Regions from separate parts of the Sus scrofa genome. Here region 2 is linked to region 1. Evidence: chromatin contacts called from public Hi-C data. All regions are on one chromosome and are shown on one strand. The core of a region is the stretch at or near the end of the contact, and the rest is flanking DNA. Distances in the headings are between cores, read along the strand shown. Region 1 has its middle 44 kb from the start of MTFR2. Region 2 overlaps PDE7B (cAMP-specific 3',5'-cyclic phosphodiesterase 7B).

Region 1 (3,295 bases), core at 502-3,001:
AGTATTCCTTGGGGGAAAAAATGGCTTCGCAACCAAAGAAGTCTGAGAAACAATGGATTAAACACCCAGGTTTCTCTCCTGTACACTTCTCAGAACCACAGTTCCAACAAGACGATAGAAATGATATTGTTTGGATCTAATAATGTTGGTTTCATTATCATGAAGCTTTCCTTGACCACATCAACCTAGAATGCTCTCTCCATTTACCATTTTCTCTCTTCGTTTTTTATTTGCTTTAGTTTTGTTAGTGATTACTAGTAACTCATTATTATTGATATATGTGTGTATTTTCTGCCCAACTTGAGACACAGTATAACACTGTGGTTAACTGCCTGGCTTTGCACTTGATTTCACCACATACTAGGTGTCTGACCTTGGGCAAACTTCCAAATGCTTTGTGCCTCAGTGTCTTCATTGGTAAAATGATGATAAAAATATCTATTTCATAGAGTTTCTGAAGAATGAAAGAGTTCATGCATCTAAAGCACTTGGAACAGTGCCTGACAGACAGAAAGCACTCAGTAAGTATTAGCAAAAACCACCATCTCCCTTGACCCCTGATCCGTAAGTTCACTGATAACAAGAATACTACCTTTTTTCATATTTTCTCCATAATGTATAGTATAAGAGGTGCAAAACAAATATTTCTTAACGGAAGAACGCATTTTTGATTGATAAATTGAAAATCATATCAGAACAATAGGTTAACATTTAAATCCAAAAAAATTCCAGTTGGAACAATAATTGTGTCTCAATACTTGGCACGCAGATGTTGTTTTTCAATATTGCTAATTTCTGTGTGGGGAACTTACATTGTTTCTAGGAACATGACTGAGGAAACCAGCAGATTTTCTCCTCCTAGTTTATGAGCCTCCTCTTCTGAGTGGTGAGCGCAAAGATTATTCCCCAGAAGGACTTAATGCCCAGAGAGTTCTAGGTTTTTTTTGTTTGTTTGTTTTTTATCCAAATGGAAAAGAAACGTACAGAAACACCACTAAATTGCTTCCTTTGCAGAGCTAATAAAAGTCTCCTGTTGTAATACACAATCCAAGAAAAGACAGAGATAAATCCCAATCCTCATCTTTAAAAAAACAGCATTGGAGCAGCAGATGAGTCTCCTATTTTATCTTTGTTTCAAATACTTAAGATCACACATGAGTGACTCCTGCTTTTTCTCCCAGTATGCAATTACCTGTGTGTTGTTTCAGTTGTCAACAAGGTAAGCCTAATGGACCAAAATGAAGGGTCAGTTCTTGGAGTTATTTATTCCTTCCTACTTCCCACGGCTATATTTTTATTTGCACCTTTCTAACCCGAGAGTCAGACTTGACATTTCAATGGACTCTCCTCCACATTTGATGAAAAATAACATATAAATGAAAACGAAATACCCAGAGTGCCATATACTAGGATAAGTGAAAAATATATTCTAGACTTGCAGACAAATTTTCAAGTGTTAACCTGACTGACTTGGAGAAGAACAAAAAGTTCTGCCAGATCTTTCCTCAGGTTATGTAACACAGTCTGAGATATTTCTTAGACACTTCTCCTGACTTTGGTTATTAAAAATGTATTAATCATCCCACTAAAAGCTTACCCCCCAAAATATCATCTTGCAACTGAAGGCTTCATTATCTTAAACTCTAATGGGAAGTTTGAGTTGTTTTCTCATTCTGATCAACTTTGGCTTCAACAGCAGGTTTCCGCTCCCTAAGCACGCCACGTAAGGAATGTTGAATGTCTGACTCCACCAACCCATGTAAGAGGCAGGCAGGCAGGCACAGGCCATTGCCCCAGTGCTAACTACCCAGTGAACCCCGGAGGCCCCATGCCAGCGTCTGAACAGGACGAGATGAGAAAAACAAGGGCTGCGTGTGGGCCTGAGAGTTTGAGTCTTGTACAAATGTCATGGAAAGGTGCCTTGGGCTGGGAGGCGGGGTAATGATTTTTCTTTAACATGAGAAGGAAAGAAGCATTTAAGGAAGACTAACCAAGCTGAAACAAAATTACTACTCCCCTCCTGTATTCCTTTCCTTGGGCTGCTGTAACAAATCATGACAAACTTTGTGGCTTAAAACAACAGAAATTAGGAGTTCTGGTGTGGCTCAGCAGGTTAAATATCCAGTATTGTCACTGCAGGGCCTGGGGTTGCTGCTGTGGTACCCCAAGCCCTGCAGTAACAATCCTTGGCCCAGGAAATTCTGCATGCTGCTGGTGCATTTAAAAAATAAAATAAACAATAGAAATTTATTCTCTCACATACTTAAAAGTTGAAGCCTGAAACCAAGGTGTTATCAGAGCCCTGATCCCTTCCAGGGAAGAAACCTTTCTTGCCACTTCTAGCTTCTGATGGTTTCCAGCAATCTTTGGTGTTCCTTGGGTTGTGGCAACGTAACTCCAATCTCTGCCTATGTCTTCCATGGCCTTCTTCCCTATGAGTCTTTCCTGAGTCCCTTCTCTGTTTTCTCTTCTTATAAAGAAACCAATCATGGAATCAAGATCCACCCTAATCTAGTCTGATCTCATCTTATTAAATCTACGAGATCCTTTTTCTAAGGAAAGTCCCATTCCAAGGGTCTAGATGGACATGAATGCTGGGGGGTTGCTATTCAGCCCAGTACACCTTGACCCCCTCATGCATCCACCATATGCTTTACCTCTCACGGCATCATCCTAATCTCACACACACACACACACACACACACACAGAGTACATGCATATCTTCCAGAATTCCCCTGATATGGAACAGATTGCTTCAGGTTTGAGATATGGCTATTTTTGTATATTTGGAGGGAAAGTCTGGAGAAGTCGTACAAGAAGGAAGATCAAAAGCACATCTTCATTTCTTTCTCCTATATTCTTTCCTTACTAATTCATATCTGTCTCAGGGGAAAAAAAAAAAAAAAGTCTTAAAAACCCCACTGGAATCTGCCATCTGGAGATGGCAATGTAAGTCTTGTGCCATATTTCAACTTCTTCACTCTCTCATCATTATTGTTCCAGATGCTCTAATGCATTTATTCACTTATTCTTTTAGAAGCAAAGTAATATGATGCAAGGACAGGCCCAGGAGGGTCATGGGAGTGGGTAGCTTCAGGAATGTGGAAGAGAAAGTCAATGTATATAAGGAACAAAAAGAACCTCACAGCTCATGAGCTATCGACTTCGTGCTGAAGTTACATCATGCAGGATGATGTCGGGACTTGGGGTGAGAAGCCTAGGGCGTCTCCCGTAACTGAAATAGAGAATATGGACTGTCCTGTGATGGCAGAGAGGAGGAGGTAGGAGTGATAC
Region 2 (3,295 bases), core at 512-3,011, 380 kb before region 1:
TTTTGCATAAATAATATGTGAAAATTATTACATATTTTCCCAGTTTTCCCACCACCACCTATTGAAGAGACTTTTCCATTGTATATTCTTGCCTCCTTTGTTGTAAATTAATTGTCCAAAAATGTGTACGTTTATTTCTGAGCTCTCTATTGTTCCATTGATGTATGTGTCTTGTTTTTGTTTCAGAACCATACTGTCTTGATTACTGCAGTTTTGTAACATAGTCTGAGGTCAGAGAGCATATTATCTCTAGCTTTGTTATTTTTCTCAAGAGAGAAAATAATTTTTTAAAGCTAGTTTCATTGATCTCAGCAAGGATTTTGCTTTGTTAAGACTGCAGGCAATGAGTTTTAAAGTCCCATCCGGCCACTAACTGATTGAATAATGTTGTACAAGCTCTTTAAGCTTCTGAGACTCAGTGTCCTTATCTGTAAAATGAAAAATGATAAAAATATACTCACCTGTTGGAATTGTTGTAATGAAAAAAGTTATTTATCACAGTTCAAGAGAGAGAGACAGACAGAGAGAGAATAAATATATTTTATTTTAAAGAATTGGTTCATGTGGAGTTCCCATCGTGGCGCAGTGGTTAACAAATCTGACTGGGAAACATGAGGTTGCAGGTTTGATACCTGGCCTTAGGTTAAGGATCTGGCGTTGCCGTGAGCTGTGGTGTGGGTCGCAGACAAGGCTTGGATCCCACATTGCTGTGGCTCTGGCATAGGCCGGTGGCTACAGCTCCTATTAGACCCCTAGCCTGGGAACCTCCATATGCCACGGGAGCGGCTCAAGAAAAGTGCAAAAAAAAAGTCAAAAAAGGAGTTCCCGTCGTGGCACAGTGGTTAACGAGTCCAACTAAAACCATGAGGTTGCAGGTTCGATCCCTGGCCTTGCTCAGTGGGTTGAGGATCCAGCGTTGCTGTGAGCTATGGTGTAGGTCGCAGACATGGCTCGGATCCTGAGTTGCTGTGGCTCTGGTGTAGGCTGGTGGCTACAGCTCCAATTAGACCCCTAGCCTGGGAATCTCCATATGCCGCAGGAGCAGCCCTTTTAGAAAAGGTAAAAAGCCAAAAAAAAAAAAAAAAAAAGCCAAAAAAATAAAAAGAATTGGATCATGTGATTGTAGAGTCTGGCAGGTCCAAAATTTGAAGGGTGGACCGTCTGGCTAGATATCCAGGGAAAAGTCAAAGCCACAAACCAAGAAAATTGTTTAGTTGGTGAAAAGACCCCTTTGTTTGCCCTCTTTGTTTACCTCTTTGTACTTGATAGAAATCACACTTGATTAGATGATTTGGTTAGCACTGGATGCGTGAAAGAAGTCGATTTATTGGAGTACATTTTGGAGATTTGTAACATCAATAAATAAAAAGTGGATGTTTTCCTGAGCTTTCTGTTGATTTAATTCAAACGCAATGATTTGTTTAATTTAGTTCTCTCTCCCCCTGCTTTGGGTGAGATTTTGTAGTCTCATCAACTACGCTTCTGTTCAGGACAGTGACCTCGTGACTGATGAGGACTGGTTGTCTGTGCTGTGCCTCGCACAAGTATAACACACACCACTCTGTCTCAACACTACGTATGAGAACAATTGCCTTGAAAGATTAATTGCTGCTTTTTCAAAGGTGTTCAAAGAGGAAGCCAAATTCCTATTGCTCCCTTCACCTACCATTTTCACAAGAGGCATTGCACAGGTTGACTCTTACCCCTGGTTGCCCCAAACCGGTGTAAAAGGTCTGGCTTGACTCATGGAGATTGGCTTTGGCTGCTGGGCAAAAGAGCCAAGCCCTAATCCTGATTATTGCATAAGAGCCTTCTGTGTGGTCTCGTGGAAGGAATACTCGGCCAGGAGTCAGGAAATCGGAGATCTGTTCCCAGTCCAGTTTTGAGGGCAAGTGGCAGGGCCAGCTTTGCTGGACTCCAATGGGGCTTGTCAGCCTCCAGCCTTCAGATTTCATTCAGTGCTCCTTAAAAAAGCAAGGCTTTTGAATTCACACATCTTTTGGTTTGAATCTTTATCACTCGTGAACTTCAACTAGTATGTTTACTTCTCTCAGTCTCAATTTTCTCATGTATAAAATGGAGAAATTACCTACATCATTCCACTTAAGTGAAAACTGAATGAAATAATAGACATAGCATTGTACCCTATAGATACAGCATTATGTTTGGCATATAATGATCTCACTTCTCTCCTTTTCCTCTTGGTGCTGATCTCACCATTTTCTTCCCTAACCCACTTTTGAATAATTTTCAGAGAAGAAAATATATAAATTAAGCTGTGTATTATTGGCTAATAAGACATAGTAATTGTTCCTTCCCAAGTATATTGGCATTTCAATAAGGAAAAATGAGAAATTATAGCTACCGTGATCATATTGAGGCAACAGAATGAAACCAATAGGGATTGTGTCTGGAGTCAGGAGAAACTATCCAGGAATTATTTTTATCACAGCATTTTTGACTCAGTCTTTTGAGTTAATCCTTCTAAAACTTAAGTTGCTGGTATTTTGAAACAGGTAGATATCAGGATTGTTATCAGTTACACTTCAGTGTGGTTTAGCTTTTCAGATCCCTTTTCAGAAGGGAAATTTTAATCTGTGTGTGTTGAGGAGAGTAGAATGCAGTTCATACAACCTGGATATTTGAGGAGTTAGGGAGAACAGGAAGATGGGAGATATGAAAGATAACCTGCACATGGTTATACTTGTACCCAGAAGTATAAGAATAAAATAGAGTTACTGGTATAAATAATTTTGAAATGGTTAAAAATGTTAATGCGTAGTATTTTAATTATTCTTTATTTTAAAATTTTCTACTCAAAGGCACAGTTCAATTACCCATAATTATCATTATGCTTCCAAAATGCCCATAGAAAGTCACACATTCCCTTCCTGTTGAACTGTGGCTCTCCAAATCATAGTATTTTCCTAGGATTTTACTGTTTAAAGTTTCATTGCAGTATTTGTGGCAAACTTCTATTGTGTATGGTATTATATGACAACAGCGATGCATCGTGCCTAAAAGCTATAATGACCAGCTATTCTGTGGTCAGTAAAAGGAAATTATATAACATTAGTTGCCAATGTGCTCTTAAGAGAAAAGTCTTCCCATTGCTCTAGCCCACCCCCTGCCCCTGTCACTTGCCACTAATAGTAGGTTTTACAAATAGGTTGAGAGTAAGTGGACCCTGGAGTACTATTCTCTGTACCCCAAAACCATGCCCAACCCTTCCGCTTGGTTATTTCAAATCAGTGGTGGGCACGTTTTGGTGTATTTAACTCCCACACAAATTTAC

What was found. Hi-C and Micro-C count contacts between places; a contact is called where the count stands out from the background.
Region 2: a Hi-C map of skeletal muscle shows a contact between it and region 1, with 3 times the contacts expected there. The contact joins two enhancer-like sites. A contact is called at or near these places in 1 of 47 Hi-C or Micro-C datasets (skeletal muscle) and 1 of 2 datasets of contacts at active chromatin or transcription factors (skeletal muscle).

The regions. Positions count from the first base shown.
Region 1 is chr1:27,951,622-27,954,916 of Sscrofa11.1, reverse strand. It overlaps a transcript of MTFR2 not described here. Among named protein-coding and RNA genes, the nearest start is that of MTFR2, 44 kb to the right of the region's middle. Within about 2 kb of position 1,751, at least 4 of the 83 cell types and tissues checked have an H3K27ac peak or open chromatin away from gene starts, as enhancers often do. A contact at or near this core is called in skeletal muscle, where this site is marked.
Region 2 is chr1:28,333,462-28,336,756 of Sscrofa11.1, reverse strand. The region is part of intron 2 of PDE7B (cAMP-specific 3',5'-cyclic phosphodiesterase 7B); the gene reads left to right. Among named protein-coding and RNA genes, the nearest start is that of PDE7B, 91 kb to the left of the region's middle. Within about 2 kb of position 1,761, at least 2 of the 83 cell types and tissues checked have an H3K27ac peak or open chromatin away from gene starts, as enhancers often do. A contact at or near this core is called in skeletal muscle, where this site is marked.